2 separate regions of the Danio rerio genome follow, and region 1 is linked to region 2. The links are chromatin contacts, called in public Hi-C maps. All regions are on one chromosome and are shown on one strand. The core of a region is the stretch at or near the end of the contact, and the rest is flanking DNA. Distances in the headings are between cores, read along the strand shown.

Region 1 (6,428 bases), core at 3,235-5,734, 140 kb after region 2:
TTTAGTGAGCCTGTACAAATTGTAACTTTATTTTCCTGTTCTTGGATGACAGGAGTTGCACCTGGTCTTCTGCTGCTGTTGCCCATCTGCCTCAATGTTTGTTGTGTTGTGTATTCAGAGATGCTCTTCTGTATACCTTGGTTGTAACGAGTGTTTATTTGAGTTACTGTTGCCTTTCTATCAGCTCGAACTAGTCTGGCCATTCTCCTCTAACCTCTGGCATTAACAAGAGATGTCTGTGCGTGAAAATCCCAGTAGATCAGCAGTTTCCAAAATACTCAGACCAGCCCGTCAGGCACCAACAACCAAGCAGTCACTTAAATTACTTTTCTTCACCATTCTGATGCTCTATTTGAACTGCAGTAGACTGTCTTGACCATGTCTGCATGCCTAAATGCGTTGAGTTGCTGCCATGTGATTGGCTATTTAGAAATTTGCGTTAATGAGCAGATGTACAGGTGTAGCTAATAAAGTAGCTGGTGAGTGTATACAGCAATATTAGTAAGATTCTGAATGGTTTCAGGTTTTCACAATAATATTAAACATACAAACTGTACACAAACATATGCTTAAAAGAAATAAATGACATTTATGGTATATTTAATTAGAAAAAATGTACTCTTGTTGATCATGAAGAAGTTTTTTTTTTTATAAAATCTTAAGATTTTATATTTTCAACTGCACTGCTTGTATTTTATGTATTTAATATGTAGCGTGTATATTTTAGGTTTATTCAATTTAATTAAGTATTATAATAAATGTAAAAAAATTAAAATAATTGTAGACAAATATGTTTTGAAATCTTTAACACAAACGTTTCATGGGATTGCTGGTTTCATGGACATGCACAGAGTCTGTGTTAAAAATATTTTCTCCCTAGAAATGCCGCACACCAGATGCACTCGTTCGATTACTTCAGTCTTTCCATCTCATAATGCTTCTGCAGATTTGTACGAGTGGGGTGGGATCTCAAAGCGTGTTGACTGCAGGCTAAACAGCTGTCTATATTCATGAGATCCTCATTCTCCACAGCTGCATCATCATAAACAGTCACCTTTTCCATTATTCAAGTCTACAAGAGCCAATTTACAGGATGTCTCTTGTCTCTTTCAGACAAAAATAAATAAATGTGCTTTTTTTTCGCAGGTCTATGAGATAAGCAAAATACACAGCAGGACGCATGTGTAATCTAAAGCGAGATGTTCATGCTTTTTACATTGATGAATGGCTTTGGATAAGAGTTAGATGTTCCATGATCTAACAACTTCAGCATTGCTCACACTGAAATATTCTCCATAGTGCCATCTTGTGATTTTCACACACAAACCTTACATTCAGTGATTGCTTTTGGCATATGCTTCATGATTTTTCTTAAAGAACTTTTTACGCATATCTGAGCAAATTGATGAAGCCGTTTTAAACTGTTAGATAAAGAACAAAAGATCAGATCAATAAATGGTAATCAAGTCTTTCACAGTTGCAGTTGCAGCTGTAAAACACTAGTGAAATGTGAATAGAGTTTGGTGACGTGATGGCTCATCAATACAGGAGCACGTTCCATTGTCTTGGAAACCTATAAAAACAAAGCTATTTAGTTTGTGCTTTCATTATTCAGGCTGCATCACTGCTTTCCATGGAGAGCAGTATTGATGGTTCTCATACATTCTGGGCACTGTGGGCAGCCAATCAGAATCCATTTAAAGCAGCAGATGACATATTGTAACTGCAGTGGGCACTCGAACAGAATGTTTATAAACCAAATGTGTCGATACTAATATTAAAGACTGATGGTTCTAAGAACCTTTAGATTCATAGATCTGTTATAGTCCACGAGAGTTTCTTTTTAAGGGCTGCATGATTTAAAAGAAAAAATGGCACTGCAATATTTTGTTTTTCTGCGATCTGATATACTGCTATTTGTGAAGAAGTCATTATTTTAGAATGTTTGTGATGATTTTGTAGATGAGTGCATCTGCAAAATATAATAAATCTAATTAAAATGATAAACTACCATGCTTTTTTCTTGGAAGTCTTATTGGTATTCTGGCATAGATAATGAATGATCAAAAGTAAAATTAAACTTTACAGTCTTCATTATATAAATGCAATTAGAGGCTAAAAACAAGATCATTCCTTGCTTTATACTTCGTAATATACATTTAAAGAGCACCTATTTTACCCCTTTTACAAAATGTTAGACAAGCCTTTGGTGTCTCCACAATGTGTCTGTAAAGTTTCAGCTCAAAATACCCATCAGATAATTTATTAGAGCCTCCAGAATCTTCCTGTTTTGGTGTCTAAATACATAGTAGCTGTTTTTGTAGCCTGTAGCTTTTAATACAAATGATCTGCTTCTCCCTGCCCAGCGTTCCCACGTGCGTGTCTGCTTTCACATCATGCGTTATGCCAGATGAACAGCACAGTGACAGAGACAGACTCGGAAAAAGCTGAAATAAAGTCACTAGTCAAAAATATTTTCAAAGTTTATTTGATGTATTTGTGTTGGAGTTTATTCAAGCCTTTGTGAATCGATGAGTTGCACATAAATGCCATTTGCAGTACACAGATACATAAACAGATTTTAGTGTTTACTGACACGATGCGGCCGTGGTGATTATAGCGGTTAAGAATTAGATAGCGATTTTATTGTCATTATTACAAAGATGCTGTTTTAAAAACGTTTAAGACTTTTAAAACTCAATAAAAGAGAGTTGTAACAAATACTTTAATCACAGTTTATTTGCAAAAAAAAAGTTACGGGGACATGTGTATACATGTTATTATACAAACATGGCTATCAATCTGGTGGGCGGGAAAAACCGCATTCCTACATCACGTTGCGGCAGGTCTCAAAAGCACTGGAGTTTGGGTCCTATTTTAACGTCAGAAAAATGTTAAAAAGAGACTTGTTGGATTTGTACCACTCGAATAGGACAGTGGACACACTATACATAAAAATTGTTCTGTCCAGTGCTTAATTTGTGAATTGTGAGGTCCTGGAACAGATCGGGGCAACGGAGCTGTAGAGGCGTCGCGCACGCAAGTGGATAGATGGCAGGGTGTTGGATGGTGGAGGGGTGTCACAGACTTAAGTGAAGAGAGTTGGAGAGTTGGGAAGAAAGTGAACAGCGGACAGGGCAGGAGGGCGGTTAAGGAGGGGAATCAGTAAAATGAGGTGCCGGATCAGATTTCAGAGGTGCCAAGTCCGGATCCGGATCTGGTGTGTTCCGGCACAAATTAAGCCCTGGTTCTTTCCAAATAGCTTACTTTTCATCATAGGTGATATTTAAAACATATTTAAAAATAGTTTTTTAAAAATTCATAGTATAAGGGGTTGGGGGTCCATATTGCCCATGGCTAAATCCGCCGGAAAAAGCTTCTTTAGAACATTAGAATATTCTTCACACTAAGAAATAAGTGCTTTATTTAAGAACTGGACAGGTTGTTGCAAGGTATAAATATGGCATTGCTGCAATAAAGAATATAGAAACAAAAAACATTAATTTTAAGAGCGCACTGCAGTGTTTCTGCATGAATTTTGACCAGAATTGTTTCTAAAGTAAGTTGAATTATTAAATAACCATTCCTGCTGCAGAAATAGTTTTCAATAATTTGATAAATTTAGCACATTGTAAAGCAAACATATCAAAAGAGTGCAAAGCCTTACATTTTCCTCAGATTAAGAAAATTTCAAGGTACACGTTGTCCTGACATTTTATCCCATTAGATTATGCTCCCAACACTGTACTTGAATAGATGTGTCTTTGGGGAAAGGGATTAGGTGGGTTATGGTGATATTACAGCTTTACTACTCCCACTACCATTAAAATTTACGCTGGTAGCAAAATCTGATGGGTAGCATATTGTGTCATCAAAATTTGCTACCTACTTTTGAATGGGAGGTAGGACAATCTGACAAGGACAAATGAAAAAACACTGTCTTCTGTGTTTTGACATCATACCTCCCGCAGCACTCTATGCTTATAAAATAAATAATAAAATGTTACAGTTATGGCCTAGCTATCGTTTTTTTTTTTTTTACAGTCGCCACCTACTGGTGTTTTAACTCCCACCGTACAGAATCAATCGCTTAATTTCTCAGGTCAACTGACTCAAAAAATTTGAACCACTGAGATTATTCAACATCTACTATTGGTCCCAAAAGCACTGGAATGAACCTTAGATAAAACAAATCAGGTTTCTTGAATTTTTGCTTTCAGGTTCTGCCCTCTGCTGATGAAAAAAAACATAACTAGTTTCTAGTTTGAGATCTATGTGTAAATAAAAAAATCCTACTTTTTTACCAAAATTTACAACTTATTATCTGGCTCATGCATATGGTAGTGAACGTGTTAACAAGTATTTCAACACACATGTTCGGATCTTGACTGACTGCCAGAGCGCTGTGCCGTGTTTTTATACTGATGGTCGTCCTCGTGCCTCAGTGCATTGTGGGATCGCTCTCCGTGTTTGCCTCAGTTGATCAAGATGGCCGCGAATATTTTGTGGAGGGGTTGGAGTTGAATACACGCCGCACTAGAAGCGATTGTGATGTTGAGAGACCAGATTCATTCGTCAGCATCAGAACACCTCCAAAAGTAAGCTGTCAAAACCTTAATCGCGCTTCTTCTGTCCCGACCGCGCCTGGAGCACCGCGAGAAGCGCTATTAGGCCAGTTAGCCGCGCTGCTAACCCGCTCCGGGGAGGGAGGGACGGAGCTTTCTGGTAAACAAGGGAAATACCGTTAATCCCGATATCCTAAATACGTGATCGATTATAATACGCGGCAATAAGCGTTAAGTAAATTTAGCATGCGTCTCTGAAATGTTAAACTGTGGTTAGCTGCAGCTAGGCTAACTAGTTACTCAGCTCTTTCCTGCCATTGCTCCCCATGACAGTTACTGCAAGGTTATAAGATTTGCAGTTCCCGCTCTGCTTTAAATGCACCGATCATCATCATCTTCAGCGGACTTTATTAATGACTATTATGGGTGTGTTCGTTTGTTTGGATGATATCTGTAGTGCATTGACTGTGTGTGTGTGTGTGTGTGCAAAGCAGAAGTTGTTTGTGCACTGTCATACCCCCTGCCTTCCCGTCCGCGGCCTCTCCGGCTTCTGCTCCGGGTAAACCACTGTTTACCGGCACACAGGATGCTTCAGTTGCGAAAGCACACAGTTTGTTTTTAGTTCTGCGGCTGCCGTCTGTATATGTTTACGTCGCTGCCCTTTTTTTTGCAGACACACGTACTATGTCAAAAAACAGTGAGCTGACTACCCAGGCAACATTTTTAGACATCAAATACTGTCTAGGGAGTCAGCTTGCTAGGTTTTTAGACGCTGTCCATGGTGATATTTCTGCCCTGTGGTTCACTTTAGGTTTGTGCTTACCAATGTTTTTCTTACTAATTGCAGTTAATAATGTGGTAGTTTCTTTAAATGTCCCTTTCACTAGTATAATTCCCAGTGCTGCAAAAGTGAAATTATTGATGTTTTCTGTTCATCTGCAGGATTGCTACCTGACAACCTTTGGGTCTCTTTGAGTTCAGAGCCGTAGAAGAGTGTGATATTGGAAACTTTAAAGCAAGTCTAATGTAAGTGTCTTTGTTTTTACCTGACTTATACTTTTCCCTAAAGGGCTAGTTCACCCAAAATTGAAGTTTACTGTTAATTAACTTGCCCTCTAGATATTCAGAATGTGGGTGACTTTCTTTTGTAGAACTTTAGTTTTTTTTTTTTTTTAGCTCTTAAGATTATTTTTAGCTGAAACTGGGGTGTTTGGTGATTCGAAGAATTGGCTCTTTATCATACATTGATGTCATCTTTTGCTAAATTATTGCATAGCGCAGATAACTGAACATTATTAAATTATACACCACCTCTGCACAAACTCCTGAACATATTTGGCGCTAGGCATGTGCTGTTTTAAGATTCTGACGGTATGGTAACCTTGGATAAAAACATCACGGTTTGACGAAATCGTGATCACTGCTCTAAGGGTGGTGCCCAAACGAACCGTACCAAAAGGGGAAACGAACTCTAGTGCGATTCAATCGAACTAAATAAGGCAGGTGTGAAAGCACCCTAAGAAATATTCTTTTTAAATGTCTGGGTAAAAAACAAAAAACTTTTTTCATCTTTGAACACAATACATTTTATTTAGAGAAACATTTAAAGTATTTTGGAGCAGTAAACATGTGAGGGTAAATCATTCAAATATACCATAGACTTCTGCTGTCTTCATTAGTTTCAAAATCATATTTCTTTATAATTTATAATGCATTGGATATCTTTTCTGCTGGAGATACTGTTGTCCTAAAAAACCGTTAAAAAAAACCTCTCACATACCTTAGGAACGTTATAGCAGAAGGTTTGGGCGATTTTCAAACCTTGACTTTTCCAAAGCACACTATACGTTGAAAACTGTTATC
Region 2 (6,677 bases), core at 3,699-6,198:
CTCGAGGGCCGGTGTCCTGCGAAGTTTAGTTCCAACCCCAATCAGACACAACTGGCCTAGCTAATGAAGCTCTAACTAGGCTTTAAAAAACACACTTGCTGGTGTGTTGGGGCAAGTTTGAGCTAAAATCTACAGGATGTCGGCCCTACAGGACCGAGTTTGGACAACCCTAGGCTAAAATCATTGATCTTCTCTTTCCAACAAAAAAATTTAACTGTTAGTTAAAAAAAAAAAACAGTGGCAGGGAAATTAACATAAATATCATGCTGCCATATGGCAACACCATGCGATTAACACCAAAGGGTTAAACGTTGAGAAAGGTAAACAGTAACATCCATTGTATCCATTGTTAATCCTATCCCTCAACCCCTTGTTCATTAACTTTTGAATTTAAATCTATTTCTGAACCATTCTTGCACCAATAAATGGTTGACAATAAAAGATACACTTGTTATTATTTTTCTGTGTGCAAGCAGGTGTCTATTTAAATACAAAATAAAATAAAAAATACTTTACTTTTAGGCTATTTGTAGATACAAACACTTATTTTACAAGAAAAGTTTGTGCAATTAAGCATTCACGATGGTATCTGTGATAGGGGTGGTCAAATTAATATTTCTATTATCTATGATTTTAATTACAAAATACCTGCTTATGACAGCCTCTAAACTCACATGAAATGGTATTTATTTTAATCCTCAGTTTACTGTTTGTAAAGCAGTGGGTGATCACTTAAAATACAGGGTTAATGCTAAGTTGTTTTTCTGCATTCTTAAGACAGATGGTGTTATTTAATCAGAAGATAACAAGGGATAAACATATCATAGAATTTATTAAACTGCACCAGGCGGCACATTGCTTTCGTCTCTCTGCAGGCTCCTAAGTCACAGCGGAGCTGATGAACTTGTTTGCGGAGGTAATGTAAACATAACAAAACATTAATAGTTTCGTGGCTAAAGGAATCTCCACCAAACAAGGGCGTAGATCTGGTGTGATCACTGTGTCATGAAAGGTTTATGTGCTATTTTTAATTGCGCTGAAATGTCCACATTTTTGGTGTGGTTGATTTAATAGTCTTGTGGGGAGGCAACCACCATAAAACTTACTGTACTACTACTACCACACTAAAGAATGTTCAGTGGTAAACAGTACATACATCTCTATTTCAAGTGATTTACTTTGTTTGTTAGAGTTACAATAACAAAAAAAAATATGGATTTGTCATATAATTACTTTAAAAAGTATGAAAAAATATTTTATATGTGTATGTGTTAGGGGCGTCACGGTGGCGCAGTGGGTAGCACGATTGCCCCACAGCAAGAAGGTCACTGGTTCGAGTACCGGATGGGTCATTTGGAATTTCTGTATGGAGTTTGCATGTTTTTCCCATGTTCACGTGGGTTTCCTCGCGTGGGGTTTTCCAGTTTCCCCCACAGTCATAAGACATGCAATATAGGTGAATTGAATGAGCTAGCCGGAAGGGCATTCGCTGGATAGGTTGGTGGTTCATTTCGTTGTGGCAACCCCTGATTAATGAAGAGACTAAGCCGAATGAGAATGAATGTTTATGTATTATGTTTTATATAGCAAAATATTACTTGTAATAATGAAAAGATATACCATGAACAGAAGACACTTCAACAAAATCTATGTGTGGTCCCATTAGTTTGTAAAGAAATCAATTGCTTTGTATATTTCCATTTCCATTTAATCATTTGATGGGCGACAAGGGTGGCTTAGTGGTTAGCACTGTCGCCTCACAGCAAGAAGGTTGCTGTTTGAGTCCCGGCTGGGTCAGTTGGGATTTCTATGTGGAGTTTGCATGTTCTCCCAGTGTTAGTGTGGATATCCTCCGGGTGCTCCAGTCTCCCCTCAGTCCAAATACATGTGATATAGGTGAATTGGATTACCTAAAACATATGCTAGATAAATTGGTGGGTCATTCTGCTGTGGTGACCCCTGATTAAGGGACTAAGCCAAAGAAAAATGAATGAAATGAAATGTAATCATTCGGCAGATGACTTTTGACAATTGTGCTGTGAAATAGAGAAAAATGTAAAAAGAATATAGAAAATTAGAAGATCAAAGCAATTTTGTTGTGTGATGAAAAATAAAACAGAAAGATTAATTAAATTTAAAGTTTAGGTAAAGTTTAATAACATTTAAATTAACTTTTAATTTAAGAGATAAAATATAATAGAAATTGGTAGCATTAGATGCTTAAATTAGAGAGGAATTTGTAGATAAAATAAAAATTGAACAAATGAATTCAACAAAAATTACAACATTTTAGCTTCAATTTTAAAAATCCCAATTTATTACAGTTTTGAGTAATAAAGTTGAGAAAACATAAATAGGTGTTCATGCTATTTTTAGTGTTGACTGAAAAATAACACTTTTTTGAAAAATTGTTAACACCTAAAATAATTAATTAATTTTGTCAACTTGTTTACATTTTAATTAAAAAAAGCCTAAATAATGAATAATTTTAGGTGTACCAACCAACCTGGTGAAGCTGTTCACTTTTTGCAGTGTGAAGTGTAAGTGTTAGAAAGCAAGTTTGTTTTATGAACAATAAACAATATTTTCAATACATTTGTCCATGTCAACAGTCCTGCCAACTAGCAAAACATATATCAATATAAAAATGTTCCTTATTAATGTTCTGACATTTACAGAAGGTTGTTTCCTAACAATATGCAGAACTTTTTTTTTAGCTTGAATGAAATACCATTCAAAACTTTCTCTCTGTTGCTGTCATAGTTTGTACATAGCAAGTTTGCTTAGACTTTGCATTCTGTTGTTGTTTCATATTCAACAACACTTATATGTGCCAATCCTTGCAGACGTTTGACAGCTCTGCTGAGACTCTAAAACCTAAAAAAGTATATACTAAAACCTTGGTCAGACTGTCAGTTCAAATCTGATTTTTGTGCATGTCCAATTGGAATCTGGTTTATAGATGATGGCTAATAACTAGGGCTGCATCTGAAAACAGACATGCTAGGCTACTATCATACTATATAACTAGAAAAGTAAAGTTCATAGACAAACTTTATGGTGTCGTGGGAAAGCCTAGTCTGAAAGTTTGAAGTCGTTTTAAAGTTTAAACGATTGAAGTAGTTTTGAAGAGTTGGCATAGATAAAATATGTTAGCATGTTTCTAGTATGGATCGGCATTATTGCTAGGTGGTTGATAGGGTGTTCTGAGTTGTTGCTAAGGTTATGCTAGGTGGTTGCCATAGATATATACACGGGACAGTTTTCAGAAAACCAGAAGTTGGATCAGTTGGAAAAGATATAATAACTTAATTCAGAATAGTTTGGAGGTTTGGTTGTAGTGTGAATGGTCTAGGAAGGAGATGTGTTCTTAAAATAGTCTGAGAAGAAGAAGAAGGCGGAAGAAGAACAAGTTTAAGTATAACAGGCTTTCTCAAGCCACCATAAAAACTGTATGTGATAAAATAAGCAAATCAAAAATTTTAAAAGGTATAGTCAACTAAAACATCTACATTTTTAGTGTTTGTAAACAGTATTGGATACAGCAAAAATGTCTGGCTGAAGAAACATTGAATTGTTTGTTTGAGTAAAACTGCTTGCTCTACCAAATGGTTGACTATGTTTTGACTGTTAAATGATGACTGTTAAAATCATTTAAAGAGTGACTGTTTTAAATGATGGTTTACACACACAGCAAAAATATTGGTTTACAAAAATAATTAAAGAAACATAATCCTGTTGCACTACTTCATTTGATTTTGGTTTTACTGTAAAAAACAAACAAGAAAACATGTAAAATGAGAATCTAAAATATTTTATGGCATGCTTCAAAAATAAAGATGATTTCATATTCAAAGATGTTTTATTTGGATTCTTTTTCAATAAATTAATCTTACACTTCATATTTTCTGATTTTCATATACAGTTATTATATACGAAGTCTAAATTATTAGCCCCCTTAAATTATTAGACCCCTGCTTATTTTTTCCCCAATTTCTGTTTAACGAAGAAAAGATTTTTCTTCAACACATTTTTAAACAGTTATAATTACTCATCTCTAATAACTGATTTATTTTATCTTTGCCATGATGACAGTAAATAATATTTCACTAGATATTTTTCAAGACTCTTCTTCTATGCAGCTTAAAGTGACATTTAAAGGCCTAACTAGGTTAATTAGGTTAACTAGGCAGGTTAGGGTAATTAGGCAAGTTATTGTATAATGATGGATTGTTCTGTACACTATCGGAAAAATATCTAGATTAAATGGGCTAATATTTTGACATTACAATGTTTTTTATTATTATTATTATTTAAAACTGCTTTTATTCTTGCCAAAATAAACCAAATAAGACTTTCTCCAGAAGAAAAAATATTATCAGACATACTGTGAAAATTTCCTTGCTCTGTTAAACATCATTTGGGAAATATTTAAAAAGAAAGAAGAAAATCAAAAGGGGGCTAAAAATTCTGACTTGAAGTGTATGTAATTCTGCTACTTTTACCGGTATCCAACATATCAACCATTTGGTAGAACTTTATATTTCAGAAATTATGGGATGTGTTGATAAAAAAATGCACTGAGTGTGTTACTATCGACATTAAGAGTTAAGAAATACAATCAGAAAAGCTGTTGGCAGTTAAAGGGCTAAGCAAACTTAGACTAAATCAGTGCATTTTTCACTTAAAAGTAGGCTTATTTATATAATATACAATACCTTTTCAAAGCATTCTAAGCAATATTGCGGTGATCTCTTAGCAAAATTATATTTGTATTATATGTACCACTTTTTTCGATAGTAATGCGTGGCACTTAAAGGGCGGAGTTTTGTTTGCGTCGGAGGTGACGTTATCATGTAACCTCCCGTGATTGGCTTATTTTTTCACCACGGCCTGCGCAATGAGCCGAGAGCGCACTCATACGGATGGACTCAACATAGCAATCGCTGTAGATAGGTTTATCCCATTTGTTTGTGCTGCGTTGCACATGCCCTGCCTTAACGCATCTTCATCAAACTTACTAAGAGGAAAAAAGATGCCGCTGTAAAACTTTTCAGTGCTAACGAGAGACAGGGAGAGGATTGACGCGATGGGTGAGGACGATAAACCAGAGTGAGGAACTTTCCATACGGCCTTACATCGTCAAGGAGGATCAGCATGATTACATAGAGACCATCTTTTATTTGTTCAAGGAAAAGAGACAAAAGTTTGGGGCGAAGTATGGCGCGAGAGACTGGAGAGTCTGGAGAAACGAAAAGTGGGAAAGTGAAAAAGCACAAAAGAAGGAAAAGTAAAAAGGAGAGCAAAACAAGGACTGTACACGCCAACATTTTGTATGACCATACCAAAGGAGGGGATAACCCTAACAGACACTATGCAAACAATAAGATCAAAACCACAAAATACACTCTGCTTTCCTTCCTACCGAAAAACCTCTTCGAGCAATTCCACCGGTTTGCCAACGTGTATTTTGTTTTCATAGCCTTGCTGAATTTCGTGCCCGTGGTCAACGCTTTTCAACCGGAGCTTGCTCTTGCCCCAGTGGTTTTTATATTGTCCGTTACCGCTATCAAGGATTTATGGGAGGATTACAGGCGACACCGCTCGGATAAAGAAATAAATCATATGGACTGTCTCGTTTACTGCAGGTAAGCACGTGTTTGAAAACCTACTCTGTACAATCAGCAGTAAAGCTGTGTGATAGTTAGTTTTGATAACCGACAATGCACACAACTGTTGAGCTGCTATGATTTTTGCTGAGGAGCTGTGGGCCTGCATACCTGTTGAGTCTCAGGATGTGACTTAAGCATTATGTACAGGCACCTGTTGAGTTTTTCCACATGTTAAAGTTTTAACCCCTGCTCAATATAATCCTGAGTTACCTTGTGGTCTGTATATATATTTCATCTTTAGGTAGTAGTCATGCTCTAAGATGTCATATAGAAGGTTGTTAGTAAGTTTTATCTAACATTAACTGGACAAACAGAGCATTACAATATGTTATAGGCTGTTTATCTATTTAATTGTCGTCAAATTAATAGCCTCTGGTTGTACATTTCCCGAAATGTACTATAAACCCCCATTTACCGGATTTGACGTTTGCACGATTCACTTTAGGCTTTATCTCAGCACATGGAACTTTCCACAGAAGTCATGAATATTTCATAATATCTAACAAGCATGGATTCGTGGTTTAGACCTGAACTTCACCCAAAAGATTGCTCCTCAGGTTATTCATGATGTAGGCAAGTTCTTCAGTGGGACATTTAAATAAGATACTGTGGAACCTAACATTAAAGGGTTTCATATTTGTTTCAAAATGACAAGTGCAAAAAATGGGTATTGGGCAGATTTTGACGATATAATGATGACATTAGATAAAAAAAGTCACGGTTTCATGGTATTGTGATTACTGTTTTAAAGTATTCTTTTTAAATGTCTGGGTAAAAAAAACAAAAAACAAACTTGTTTCTCCTTTGAACACTATATATTTTATTTTGAGGTAAAATGTATATTTTGGAGCAGTAATCATGTCTGGCTAAATAATTCAAATGAATCATTGACTTCTGGTGTCTTCATTAGTTTCAACAACACTGATTTCTTTGCAATTTAAAACTGGCTTTTGGACATCTTTTCTGCTGTAGATATTGTTGTCCTAAAAAGCTAAAAAGAAACGT

Evidence for each region. Hi-C and Micro-C count contacts between places; a contact is called where the count stands out from the background.
Region 1: a Hi-C map of hematopoietic stem cells shows a contact between it and region 2, with 1.8 times the contacts expected there. The contact joins the promoter of ube3a here to the promoter of atp10a in region 2. A contact is called at or near these places in 1 of 18 Hi-C or Micro-C datasets (hematopoietic stem cells) and 1 of 4 datasets of contacts at active chromatin or transcription factors (embryo).

Annotation. Positions count from the first base shown.
Region 1 is chr6:41,318,056-41,324,483 of GRCz12tu, forward strand. ube3a (ubiquitin protein ligase E3A) reads left to right here and starts at 4,485. Exons shown (of 11, transcript NM_001007318.1): 1 at 4,485-4,598; 2 at 5,508-5,591. The coding sequence starts at 5,590.
Region 2 is chr6:41,174,215-41,180,891 of GRCz12tu, forward strand. atp10a (ATPase phospholipid transporting 10A) reads left to right here and starts at 4,949. Exons shown (of 21, transcript XM_690464.8): 1 at 4,949-5,648. The coding sequence starts at 5,221.